2 separate regions of the Mus musculus genome follow, and region 1 is linked to region 2. Evidence: chromatin contacts called from public Hi-C data. All regions are on one chromosome and are shown on one strand. Each heading gives the region's core, a stretch centred on a gene start, on an enhancer-like site or on the middle of the called end of the contact. The rest is flanking DNA. Distances are from core to core; before and after follow the strand shown. Region 1 holds the start of 4930487H11Rik (RIKEN cDNA 4930487H11 gene). Region 2 has its middle 80 kb from the start of 9530026F06Rik.

Evidence for each region. A called contact is a pair of places that touch in the nucleus more often than the background predicts.
Region 1: a contact with region 2 is called in a Hi-C map of uterus, with 4 times the contacts expected there. The contact joins the promoter of 4930487H11Rik here to the enhancer-like site in region 2. A contact is called at or near these places in 1 of 15 datasets of contacts at CTCF or cohesin (stem cell-derived epiblast-like cells), 8 of 484 Hi-C or Micro-C datasets (the N1E-115 cell line, cerebral cortex, cortical neurons and 4 more) and 2 of 115 datasets of contacts at active chromatin or transcription factors (astrocytes and stem cell-derived neural progenitor cells).

What each region holds. Positions count from the first base shown.
Region 1 is chr1:62,792,391-62,798,648 of GRCm38.p6, forward strand. It overlaps 4930487H11Rik (RIKEN cDNA 4930487H11 gene), which reads right to left and starts at 2,342. Exons shown (of 3, transcript NR_040601.1): 1 at 2,163-2,342; 2 at 2,006-2,081. The region is part of intron 15 of Nrp2 (neuropilin 2); the gene reads left to right.
Region 2 is chr1:61,295,487-61,302,105 of GRCm38.p6, forward strand. No RefSeq gene overlaps it. Among named protein-coding and RNA genes, the nearest start is that of 9530026F06Rik, 80 kb to the right of the region's middle. Within about 2 kb of position 2,710, at least 35 of the 459 cell types and tissues checked have an H3K27ac peak or open chromatin away from gene starts, as enhancers often do. A contact at or near this core is called in the N1E-115 cell line, astrocytes and uterus, where this site is marked.

The DNA.
Region 1 (6,258 bases), core at 1,092-3,591, 1.5 Mb after region 2:
TAATTTTAGGTAAGAGGGCTTTGGTGGGAAAGAGGAGTCTCTTTTTTTTTTTTTCTTATTCACTTTACATTATGCTCTCTGCCTCCTCCCAGTCAGCCCCTCCCACAATCCTTCCTCCCATCCCCTCTCTCCTCATCTGAGCAGGTGGGGTTTCCATGAGTACTCCCACCCTGGCACATCAAGTCTCTGTGGGGCCAGGCACATTCTCTCCCACTGAGGCCAGACAAGGCCACCCAGCTAAAAGACCATACCCCACAGGCAAGCAACAGCTTTTTGGACATCCCCTTGCTCCAGTTGTTTAGGACACACAAAGACCAAGCTGCACATCTGCTACATATATGCAGGGAGGCCTAGGTCCAGCCCACGTCTGTTCTTTGGTAGGAAGGGGGAATCTTCAGCATACGGTGGAATCTATCTTCCATGGCACAGGACAGCTCTGAGGTGAGGAGAGGATGGCTCACATATCTGATTCTGAATACTAATCCTATATCATGATTTGTCATCTTACAAAAGGACAGAGCATTTTCCAACTGTGTACCCAGGTTATGTCTACCATCAGAAACACTTTCAGGGCAACACCCTCCCCAGCTCCAGCACTTGGAGCTGGAAACTTTTGTACTGAGGCCAGGTGGTGGCAGAGGCAAGAGAAGTGGCTGTAACTGCTCCTATCTTTGTGGTCAGGCACTTTAGAGTGGGCTCTGTTGCCTAGTTTGCCACCTGCCTTTTCTCTGATGGGCGAGCTGTAACCTCATTAGAGGATGGTCCTCATAAAGCAGCAAACCTGAGTCAGAGGCACAACCAGGGAACACTTTATGGGAGAAAAAAGATGGCTCTGGTGAACTCTAGAACCACCTGTGCGCTTAGGCATTTCACAGCATCGTTGAGAGCTCCATGAAAACCCAGTAGCAAGGTGATTGCCAAGCAGCAGACACTCTGGGTGACCTGAATCAGGACTTGACATTAGCTGACTTGCAACCTGATCACTTCAAGGAACCATTTTCAATACTTTGTTTCCTTTCTTTCTCTCTCTCTCCTTTTTTTTGTATGTAAATTTCTCAATTTGAGTACCAATGAGAGAGACAGAAAGAGAGAGAGAGAGAGAGAGAGAGAGAGAGAGAGAGAGAGAGAGAGAGAGGAGAGGAGAGAGAGAGAGAGAGAGAGAGAGAGAGAGAGAGAGAGAGAGAGGAGAGGGGGGGAGGAGAAGATAAATGAAAAAATTAAAAGATGGAAATTAGAGCTGGGTGTGGTGGCTCATGCTTGTAGTCCCACCACTTGGGAGGCTGAGGCAGGGGGATTGTTTAAGGCTAGCTACATGGTGAATTACAGGCTGGCCTCTGCTAAAAAGTGAAAACCTTTCTCAAGATAACAAACAAAAGAGGATGAAAACACTTTAGCGGAAAGGAAAAGACCATATAGTCACACGGAAAAGGATAAGGTAGTAGTAGAAACAGCTTTTAGGAGTCCTAGGATAATGGGGTCTTTGGAAAAGGATAAGGTAGTAGTAGAAACAGCTTTTAGGAGTCCTAGGATAATGGGGTCTTTTTCATCCTAAAGATACAGATGTGGTTATCAAGTCGTATGCTAAGCAACTCGTCTTGGTCAAAGCTCTTCCAACACTGGAGGACTTTTGGTGGTCTACAAGGTGAAACTGCACCCTGACGGAAGGGGATCCCCAAATTGACGGAAGCAGTAATTCAGAACTAGCAAGATGGGCAGGCTTCATCAGATTTTCTAAGAAACATTCTCTCATTTTTCTCTCACTTCTGAGGAGACATGAGATCTGACATACTACTCAGCTATCTGGGGACCAGGCTGTGGGGTCGGGAGAAATTGAGAACTGGGGGTGTGGGCCTCGGGTCAGCAGTTGCTTCATAAGGCATTTACAGGGCACCTTCACTGCATGTCCTCCTCGGTGGAGGCTGAGTCTTGGCTTCCTCTGCTTCAGGAGCTCTAAGTCTGGTGGGGGTGTGGGGGTGGAGAGAAGAAAGGTAGCCGGGGGCCCTGCCTGCGTGGTGAGCAAAGGTGGGTCCACAAACAGATGCTGTGAATAGGCAGCTCATCTGTCCCTCTTCCGGCACACCCTGTAAGTAAGGGAAGCACGTTTTAGCCATCCGCCCATGGTGCCCGCAGCTCGAGAAGCATTTCTCATAGGTTAAGCATACATCGGCTTTTTCAGAAGTAAAGATCATGTCTGCCTTTGGCAAGCTCAAAACCGCCTTAGTCCCTTTCTGGGCCAGATTCTCATCTGATGTAAATCCTTGGGAGAATCAAGTTGTAGCACTGTTTTGCATGGAGTGGGAGTCAATTCAGTCTTTCCCCTGAGTTACCCTGAGCGAAACTCTACTACAGCGTCTCCATGGCAACCAGAGGCTGGCCAGTAAACTCGGTTGCCTCCTAAATCTCCCCACCCCCAGCTTCTCCCCGCTCTTTTCCACGGTTAAGAATGAGGCTCCCTCGCTCGGTGTCCCTCGCTCTCACACTCCTTTATTGCTTTGTGCTCATATCTTTTTTTCCCCCTGCAACTCCTTATCCAATCTGCTTTTAAAATCCTCCATCCAGTTTAAAAAAAAAATGAAGACGGGTTAGTCATTGCTTGACAGTAGTAATTGACCTGTTTAGACAAGACCAAGCTGATTTCAATGGGCACAGAAACCTTGGCAAACCAAAGTGGAATTTACCTTCAAGTCTAGCCAGCCTAATTAATACATTGTTGAGAATTCTGGCCAGCCACACCAAATATGGCTTTTCCACCCACTTGAAGAATTCACCAATCTGAATTCCAGCAGATACTGCAGTATCATTGTGTGTATGTGGTGTGTGTGCGTGGAAGTGTGTGTGTGTGTGTGTGTGTATGTGTGTGTGTGTGTGTGTGTGTGTGAGAGAGAGAGAGAGAGAGAGAGAGAGAGAAAGGAAGAGAGAGATGAGAGAAAAAATTATAATGCTTTGACACATGGTAAAGTAATTCTGATTAAATAATAAAGAAAGCTATGTAAGGGTAGGACTCTTGGTTGAGACATATTTACTACCAGGTGAGCAGCAATTGTCGATTGAACCTCTGTGAGCCTGTTTCCTCATCTGTACAGTGGGTTAAAGTACCTGATGCATAAAGGGACCAGCGAAGAGATTGCAGATAATAAACGGCTTGGTATATATGAAGGCCGAGTACCGCCTGAGTCCCTGGATCCCTGCTGTATGACCCAAAGCATGTGTGTTTCTCTCTTTCTTTTCTTTATTTTTTTTCTTTATTTTTTTAATTGATTTTTTTTTATGAGTCCGCATGCTCTCAGCCTAGCAACACTCTCTGTGTCTCTCCCCCAGGGGGCACCCTCCCGCCAGGGACCGAGCCCACAGTGGACACGGTGCCCGTGCAGCCCATCCCAGCCTACTGGTATTACGTTATGGCGGCCGGGGGCGCCGTGCTGGTGCTGGCCTCCGTCGTCCTGGCCCTGGTGCTCCACTACCACCGGTTCCGCTATGCGGCCAAGAAGACCGATCACTCCATCACCTACAAAACCTCCCACTACACCAACGGGGCCCCTCTGGCGGTCGAGCCCACCCTAACCATTAAGCTAGAGCAAGAGCGGGGCTCGCACTGCTGAGGGCCGAAGCAGGAACAGCGCCCCCCCAAAAAAAACCCAAGAAAGACTGCAAACACGTTGCCTCGATTTTGCACTTTTTTTCTCCTCGCCTAGTCTCTGTGTGAACCCTCAGACATCTCTCTCCAGGGTCCCCAACCCTGAGCGCTCTCATGTACCCCACACCATTCTCTGTGGTTCTTGGTTCCGGTTTCTCTTTGCTCTGATATTGTTTGTTTTTAATCATTATTTTTTTTCCTTTTCTTCTTTCCTTTTTAATCTTCTCTCTTTTATTCCTTTCTCCCCTCCCCGCCCCGCTTTTTTCTAATGATTTTAAACCAACTCTAATGCTGCATCTGGAATCCCAGAAGAGACCCGCCCCTAAGCACTTCACAACCCAAGGCTCTGTTGGTTTTGTTCCAGAGACAGGCCCTGTTGTTTTCTCCCCTTGCCTTATCCCATCCCTCCTCTCCTGGGCAGGCTGCCAGGTGTCTTGAGGGGAGCCTGGTCCTGTATGTATGTACACAGTACACTCCCATGTGAAGAGGTGTGTGTGTGTGTGTGTGTGTGTGTGTATTTTCGAGGGAGAGACTGATTCACTGTGGAAGGGGGGGAGTGTGGGTGTGTGTAGAGAGGGGCCCCTTCCCTCTTATGTTGCTTCTTCTGGGGTACTTTTCAAGAAAATAATATACTGTACACATTTTGTTTACTTGGAGAAGAGATTGGAGCTTTTTTGTTGCCTTATCTAGCTCTGGCTGGGTTTCTGTTGGCTGTCATTGTCATCTCCAGGTACCTAGACAAATAGAGACCATTGGGAATGCAATGTGGCTTCACCCATCCTTATCCCCATCCCAAGCCACCCAAGACTATGGTTCCTCCAGTGCACTCAGACATGACCCCTTTTGTTATGTTTCCTGGTGTCTTTGAAGTCACAAGATAACAGCCATTGGGTGCATGGAGTCATTTCTACTTCCAGCCCTGAAGCAAATGTGTCTCATGTTGCCTTATAAAAAGAAAAAAGAAAAGAAAAAAAAAAGAAGAAGAGGAATAAAAAGTTCATAATGAATGTTTAGCTCTGACGGTCCAGTTGTGGAATGTCATAAAGAATAACACACCTGGGATGATGTAAACTCAGTAGTCTGTTTTAATTGTGAGCAGGAGGGGACCGATAGAAGGGAGGAGATGGAAAGACCCAAATGTTGTCTTTGCAGAGTCTCCTCACCCCCGGGCATCATTATGTTGAGCCTAACGTGGGATGGGGTTGAGGAAGAAGGTATTCTTTGGTATTATTTTGGTCATTGTCATAGAGTTTGTAAAATACAAGGGAGGGGTTTATTTGCTCTCCTTTCATGGTGTTAACGTGTGCCTGAATCCATAGCTGCTGAAGTATGTGGCTGTCCTTCTGACTTAGTTAAATAGTATAAGAAAGTAAAAAGGAATCGTTTGCTAAAATGAACCCAAGTGCTGCCACCAGTTAAAGCACTCATGGCATCTGGCTAATACACCCCCAATGTCTGGTCTGAATACACCCCCAAGGGCTGGTCTGACATCAGCAGATAAACTAGCATGGGCAGAGAGAAGACGCCGTGGTAAAGTTATACCTGTTGCCCCTACTTTTCCTCCCCCAAACTCTCTACCGAGAGAGATGTTAGAGATGTGCAAAAGCTGCATTAAACGGCAGAATCAATTTGGTTGCAATGAAGTGTCTATTTGAAGATTCCAAGTATACTAGGGCTCAGTCTTGAAGCCATTTGCTTTCTACTTTCCAGCTAAAAGGCTTCTTAGAAAGTGAACAATTCTCTCAAGATGGTTGCCTGGTCACATGACTCTCCAGACACCTTCTAAGAAAGAACAAAATACTAATGATTTTTTTTTTTATTATTGCTTGGGAGAGAGCCATTCAGCATTCTCTCAGAGTAGCCACATAGGTCCCTCCAGCACACTCTCAGCTTTTGCATCTGGTGCCTTTCATCCCCCTGAAAGGACACTGCTCTCCTGCTCTTACTCTGTTTCAAAGAGCTATTCTGTCTCAACTGTAGCAACTCTGCCAAGAAAAGAAAGATGAAAGGCTAGTGTGTGGCTACCTTGAGGTGTCCTACCTCAGTGGAAGATAGAGAAGGAAGTGTGAACTCAGGTGGGCAAGCAGCCCTGAGTGCTGAGAGAACCATGGCGTCACGGAGCACTTTTTGTTGTTGTTTTTAAACAGAGTTGTTTATTCACCACTAGCTGAACATTTAGGGCCAGTCATTCCTTGCAAATGATTGACATTCCTACAGGTGCCCTGTGCAGGCATTTATAGAAAACCACAGCTGGAGAGTAGCTGATGAGAGTTTCTTCCTCTTTAAAAGAAAATGGTGGCCATGTTGTGAACTTGCTCTATGCTCACCTGATGCCCCATGCAGCATCATATTCATGTACATGTCACAAATGAGAAGATGGTGAATCCCATGATACCTTCAACCAGGACTCAGCTTAAGCTCTCTCTCTCTCTCTCTCTCTCTCCTCTCCTCTCCTCTCCTCTCCTCTCCTCTCCTCTCCTCTCCTCTCCTCTCCTCTCCTCTCCTCTCTCCTCTCTCCTCTCTCCTCTCTCTTCTCTCTTCTCTCTTTCTCCTGCTTCCAGCATCTCTCATAGCATTATCTAAAAGGGCAGCTCATGTGTAAAAAGGCCATGCCTTGATGCTTT
Region 2 (6,619 bases), core at 1,460-3,959:
CCCACCCACCTCTGTCTTTTGACTGAGAGTAAAGAACCCTAGATGTTCTAGATGATATTGCCGCCCACTGCATTTGCTTCAACATGCCTCCATGAGATTTTTTTTTCTCATGAATTAATAGCAAAAATGCAACTATGTTATAATTCTGTTTTTTCTTCCTTCATTAAGGATGAGAAATTTCATATAAATTATGTAGTACATATTAACCCTGATTGGCCCCAGACAAAGTGCTGAGGAAATCTAGATTCATCAGCCAATGCTTTCTTCTCTCAGGACCTATCACCTTCCAGTCTGCTTCATCCTATGCCCAACCTCAAGCTCCCAAGTGAGCAGGCACTCGTGCGCACTCACACACACACACACACACACACACACACACACACACACACACACATACACACACACACACAACAGGGAGTCATTCTCAGAAACACTCTGTTCACTTGTCAGTCCAAATCCCGGCTTCCATCAGATGGCCCCTGGAGTGACCCCTCTGACCACACTCACATCCAGACACTGCTTAATTCCAACTCAGTCATATTTCATCCTTACATTTTCCAAATGCCAGACCAGTAGGCTTTCCATTTTAGGTCATCTGAAATCCATCCAGACAGTCCAGTGTTCTAGTTTTGGTGATTCTCGTGTTTGACACCTACCCTTCTCAGACTAAAAGAAATGTTTTTCTATTATCATCATCATCATCATCATTTGTTAGTTGTTGTTGTTGTTATTTGCACCTACTTCCTTTTCTTCTGGACACGCTCAGCATCACTAAAGGCAGACCTGAGTCTGCAGATACACCTGTGCACACACTTCATCCAAAAATATTTTCTCAGACGAAGCTAGTGCTGGGAAATATTAGCCACATGGAGAAAGGATTTCTAGTGACTTCTATGAGAGACCCTAGAAGAATAAATTTGGAAGTAGAAAGGAGTTTGAAATAAGCCCTCTCTCTCTCTCTCTCTCTCTCTCTCTCTCTCTCTCTCTCACACACACACACACACACACACACACATTCTGACCCTATTTCTGCCAAAAAGACATTAGCACTTGCAGTTCCGTGTCTTATTTTGAAGTCAGCTATCATTGACATGAGATCTTATGTGGGTTAGCATGGAGTGGATAATTACGGAGGCACTCACAGAGAGGCATCCCTCTAGAAAATACTGTTCAGAAGAGTCACACCACACTGGCTTCCCTGTACCCAGGTGTCTGCCCTGTGACCAACTCAGACTGTAGTTCGGGTCTACGGGGCTGTACTATCTCTGGGTTTCTGCCACTGACCGAGTCTCTCCCTCTCTCTTCGCATTCTGTTTTCAGTCTATTTGATCACATTCTCTGGTTCTTCCAATGCCTCTCCTCCTCTTTCTTTAATCTTGTCTTTGAAAAGCAGTCACATAGCCCAGTCCCTTCTTGCCAACACACACGGGAAAAATTAAATATTTGAAAAGCCTTCACTCGTGACATCCATCCAGAGAGTACCAATAAGCTGTCCAGGGCCACACCTCCATAAATGCAGCTGCTCTGGGGGCACCTATGCTTGGTAACCATCTCCCTGGCAACAGAGCTCCTGATGGCCAATGGGCATTGCCTTTGAAGCACTGAGGTTTTTGTTTCCAAAGCGTGTCTGCTGCTTCTACTTTGATTAATCAACATCACCTCTTTTGGTGTGTGTTTAAGTGAAATAATAGATGACTGCTTGGTTACAGCTGCATGGCAAAGGCTTTTCGGGAATCTTGAGAAGAAAAGGCAAAATAAAATAATAAAAATCGTAATGGATACTGTAGAAAGGCTTGAAAACCTCTTATTCATTGCTACTCACAGACCTGATTATTGGGTGAACTGTTCTCGCTCTCCACCCCACCGCCATCTCTCTCTCTCTCTCTCTCTCTCTCTCTCTCTCTCTCTCTCTCTCTCCTCGGTTGTTCTATTGATACACCCTATTCTCAGTCATCTCCCAGAGATTCTGAGAACCCAGCTTTTTTAGATCTTTGTACTCAGGAGACTATTTTGAACATCCCTTTGTTCTGCCTGTGAAGGTTAAAATGTTTGGGACAACGCCCTGCTCAGGTACAGGTTTCCCTTCCCCCACCTGCTCTCCACCATCCTTCCATCTGCTTTAGAAATTCTTAAGATTCTGTGACAGCAGGAAGCTGTTTGTGTTCTTCCCTTTACCTCATCTTGGGACTAGAATCCTTGGTGTTTATTTAATACCAGTCCAGGCCCTCTTCTACTCTTGGCGAAGACTCCTCAGACAGAGAGAAAACTAAATGCCTCATGCTCTAGTTTCAGAAAGACCATCAACTCCAAGTCCCTGGACACTCTTGGTAAAGTGAAAAAACTGAATAGAACCCAGTTCTGTCTTGAATTCATTCATACACAGTTTAACAGTAAATTTTTTATATCTAAACTAAATATATCTAGACTTCCATATCTAAACAACCAGTCACTGAACAACCATTCATTGTCTGGTGGGAAAAAATATGAAAGACGCCTGTTACTGGCTTGGCATGTTACTAACATGAAAGAAAGGTGTATTTTCTTATGCTTCATGCCTGTTCATTTTGACGACCTTTGACAGAATGCCTGACACTGACTTTTCCATTTGGCGCAAGGAAGATTTTTTTAACTAAGGAGCATCTACTAACAGGCAGGCCTTTCACAGAATACTAAAAGTCACCATTAGGTGGCAGAGTAGCACAATATGAAAAAAGCTATCTCCCAGGGGGACAACTCCAGGCCTCTGTTAATAGCTTGATTTTCCACTTACAGGCAAGAAAATGCCATGGAAACTTCTGTTTTCCTCTTTGAGAGAACAAGGAGGGAAAGAGATGGGGGAGGCACCAAGTCCCCGTCCACTGTGTGCTGTCTGCTGCCCCTTAGCCACATCTGGACGTTATAAATCATGCATTATTGTAGTCTAGCATTTTCTGATCTCAGCAACAGGCCCCTTCTAAGCAAAAGGGAGCCAGCATGTTCTGTTTAGCTTAAAAATGACTAAAATTGCAAGTGAAGGAAGGAGAGAAAATCACTCTAACAGCAGGGAAGACAGTGATGGGGTTTTCTTGCTGGTACTGGGTAAGCAACTTTGGAATGCATCAGTGGCTGGTTCCAGCCTCCAGTTATTCTTGCCCTGTGGCTGCTTCTGTTTGTGCCTATTTCTGCTCCACAGACACCAGAACATATCAGAATCTCACCCCAAAAACTCTCCAGTAGCTAATACCTCCATCCCCACTGTCATCCCTGTGTGTATTTATCACTTTTTAATCTGGATCATTGCTTGAAGTTCCCGGACCTTGCTCAGAAATGGTGCATCACTGCTGACTTTCAATAGATTTCACCTGTGGGCTCTAGAGCGGCCCTGTCATAGATCAAGGGAGTCTGATGCCTCAATCTGCCCACGTTCCTGCATTCCCAAGCTCATGGACTGCCATACAAAGTACCGTCAGACCATTTGCACAAGGACCTGTCTAATCTCATTAGATTTCTCATTTTCGGCATAATACTGTCATGGTGCCGTGCACCAGTGCCTCAGATTAGTGGCTTGTCAGAATGGTGCTCCACTAATGAGCTAATCCAAATAACGCTCAAATCCCAAATCAGATTTAAGATGATCCAGTCTGGGTGGAATTGGGGAGGGAGAAATGCTGGCCCCAAAGAACAAGCTTTCATTTTCTTTGTGTTGCTTTAAAATAAAATTGAGGGAGTGCTGTCAAACTCTTGATTTTTTTTCTCCTTTGCACGACATTAACCTCCATTGCCCAATTGGGAATAATAAATAGAAAAGAGTGCATCTGTATGGATGGTATAAATTTACCTTAGAGGACTAGAAACACACACACACACACACACACACACACACACACAAGCTTAATATATTCAGCAGATCTGTGTCCTTCACAGCTTCTAGTTTTTCTGATTTTCCCATGGGGTTGGCCCTAAGACCTTGCAGATTTTCAATATGATGTGTTTCAGTAGTGACCTTGGGATGTAGGGTTAGGTCAGAAAACATATTTTTAAGCTTATTTGTTTCCTTGTTTTCCCTCTGGGTAAAGTTGGGCTCCAGAAATCCCAAAATGCATAATAGCAAAGTTAAGGTCAAGACTTTAAACAAAGGAAACAGGGGAAACGGAACAGCACAGACCACATGCACAGTCTGTTTGGTTTCAGGTGTTCATGAAAACGAAGCTCTGGCTTCAAAACTGATGCTTAAAATGGTTTCTTTCTTTCTTTCTTTCTTTCTTTCTTTCTTAATAATAATAAAGTTTGAATGATGACCTACATTGAGCCAGCCAGCACGGGATAACAAAGCAGCCACCTGGCTTCTCCAAGGTGCACATCCCCTCAGATTCCAAAAGTGCTGCTGCTGGGTTTCTGTCTTGTTCATGTATGAAGCCCAAAGAACATGGCAGACCTGTTAAAGTCAGGTTCAGTCAAGCAGGGCAGCAACATGTCTTCATGTTTATGTGTGCAAGTGCCCTTGTTCATGTGTTTACGTATGCATACGTGTGGGGTACACATGGTGGAAATCAGAGAACAATGTCAAATGTTGCTCCTCACGTGTTATCTACCCTTTTGGACAGAGGGAGGGGATGAGGGCTTTCGATGGCCTGCAATTTTCCAAGTAGGCTAAGCAGGCTGGCTAGTGAGCCCCAGAAATCCTTCTTTCGATGCCTCTCCTGCACTGGGGTTACAAGTGCAAGCTTGTAACGGTTACTAGCCGTGGCGGGCTTTATTTAAAAAAAATATTTTTTTAAAGTGGGTTTTAAGGATTGAATGTGGGTCCTCAAAGGCACGTATTTGTCAAAATCCATCGATTACACACTTCAGATGAGCGGATTTCATTGCGTATAGATTACTCTTCAGTTACTAAACGTCTACATTCTCTTTTGGTTGGGTAAGCTTTTGTATTTGACAGCACCGGCATGAAAGAGAAGCGCGGCAGCCAGAGACAGCTGTTTTGTGTCTATTTTGCCTAAATCACTGCCGTTGAACTTGAAGAAAGTCAGCATGTCATCCTGGAAAGCCAGAGATACTTGGGCTAGACAATAGCACCATCTTGCAAGCGCTTTACTGACTGAGTCATCTTCCCAGCCTACCATTACAGTTTGACATACGAGCTGAGCCAATTTGTTGTGTAACCCTTATTGACCTTATTGACTTTGTGAAAGACACTCTGGAAAGCCCAAGGTAGTTGTTCCAGAAAACAATGCTGCTATATCCTTTCACACCTCCACAGCCTTGCTCCGATCCCTTGCCCAATGCACAGGCAACATGAATCTGCCTCTATCCACCTAACAGACTGTCAGGTTGCCTGCTCATTTGCTTTTAGCTAAGCACACTCAGGGCAACTAACCACCTCACTGGCTTCTCGGTGCTCTAACCAGATCTCAGTCACAATGAGTCTGTCTCCTCAGCTTCACTCAGAAATGAGGTGCAAATGGATGACCATTTTCCCTTACGAATGATGACAGGCACCCATGGCCTCACCCTAGAAAAAAAGCACCCCCTAATCCACCAGTCCCCCCCCTCCCTCCCCACCCCTCACCCTAGCCAATCTTTTAAAACCACCAGGAGAGAAAAAAAGAGGCCTGCCATTGCCTCCCTGCTGACTCTAATTACCCAGCCGGGAATTTTACAATCCTTCTCCCCTGCCCGCCCCCACCACTGTTCTAACAACTACAGAACAGTCAGTCTGTAGACTTTTTGGCCGGCTCTTTCTTTTGTATGCCCACTGCTGCCGAGTGGATTGGTCTCCTAATGAGTTCTGACACTAATGGAACTGTGAGACAGCGTGATTATGGAGGTCCTCCCCACATGCGGCTCAGACCTGGCAGGAAATGACCCGAGATTCTGCACCCTTCCACCCCGCAAAGAATTCTGTGGAAGCCATCTTCAGCGGCCAGCTGGATCGGCCCTGACCCCCACCCCTTGCTCCATTCAGTTTCTTCTTCCCTCCATCATCCCGCAGGTGGCTGAACATAAGATTTTATGGCCTGATGCTTGGTGGGTTAGTTGACAACGCTGGAGACCCTCTTTAATTCAGGAGGTCTATGGAGCATGGGGGGTGAGATTGGAAATGGGAACTGGGGCCCATAAAGAAAACCCAGATTTTCCCAACTCGCTTTTAAAAGTGATCCAAGGAGGGAAGGAACTAGGGAAGGGACGCTGTTTTCTATTAGATGCTTAACAACGTGTGTAAGTGGAGGTGATTGAAGAAAAAAACAACAACATGTGCTTCTGCAATCTCCCTGTTGTGTGCGATACAGGTGTAAGAGACTGGAGCTAACTATTGAACTGTGAGCTAATTATAGCAAGAAACAGCTGTTGTCCTCTAATGAGGATGAGGCTGCCGCAAGACGCTACTCTGCCCGGAAGCCTGTTGGAGAGCTTGCTTTAAGACTGCTTATCCGGTACAGCATAGTCCCCGCCACACACTCGGTTACTGGCCTGTTCGCACATCCAGTCCAGCAGGTGATAGGTAATTTTCACCTCACCCTGTCTGGAGAGAAGAGTATGTCCCCGTTTTATTAACCTCTATGCTCCTTTTCTCTTCAGTCCTCAGCAGCGTATAATTCCTGACCACCCCCCAGCTGTGAGTTACCAGGAGTACCCCCTT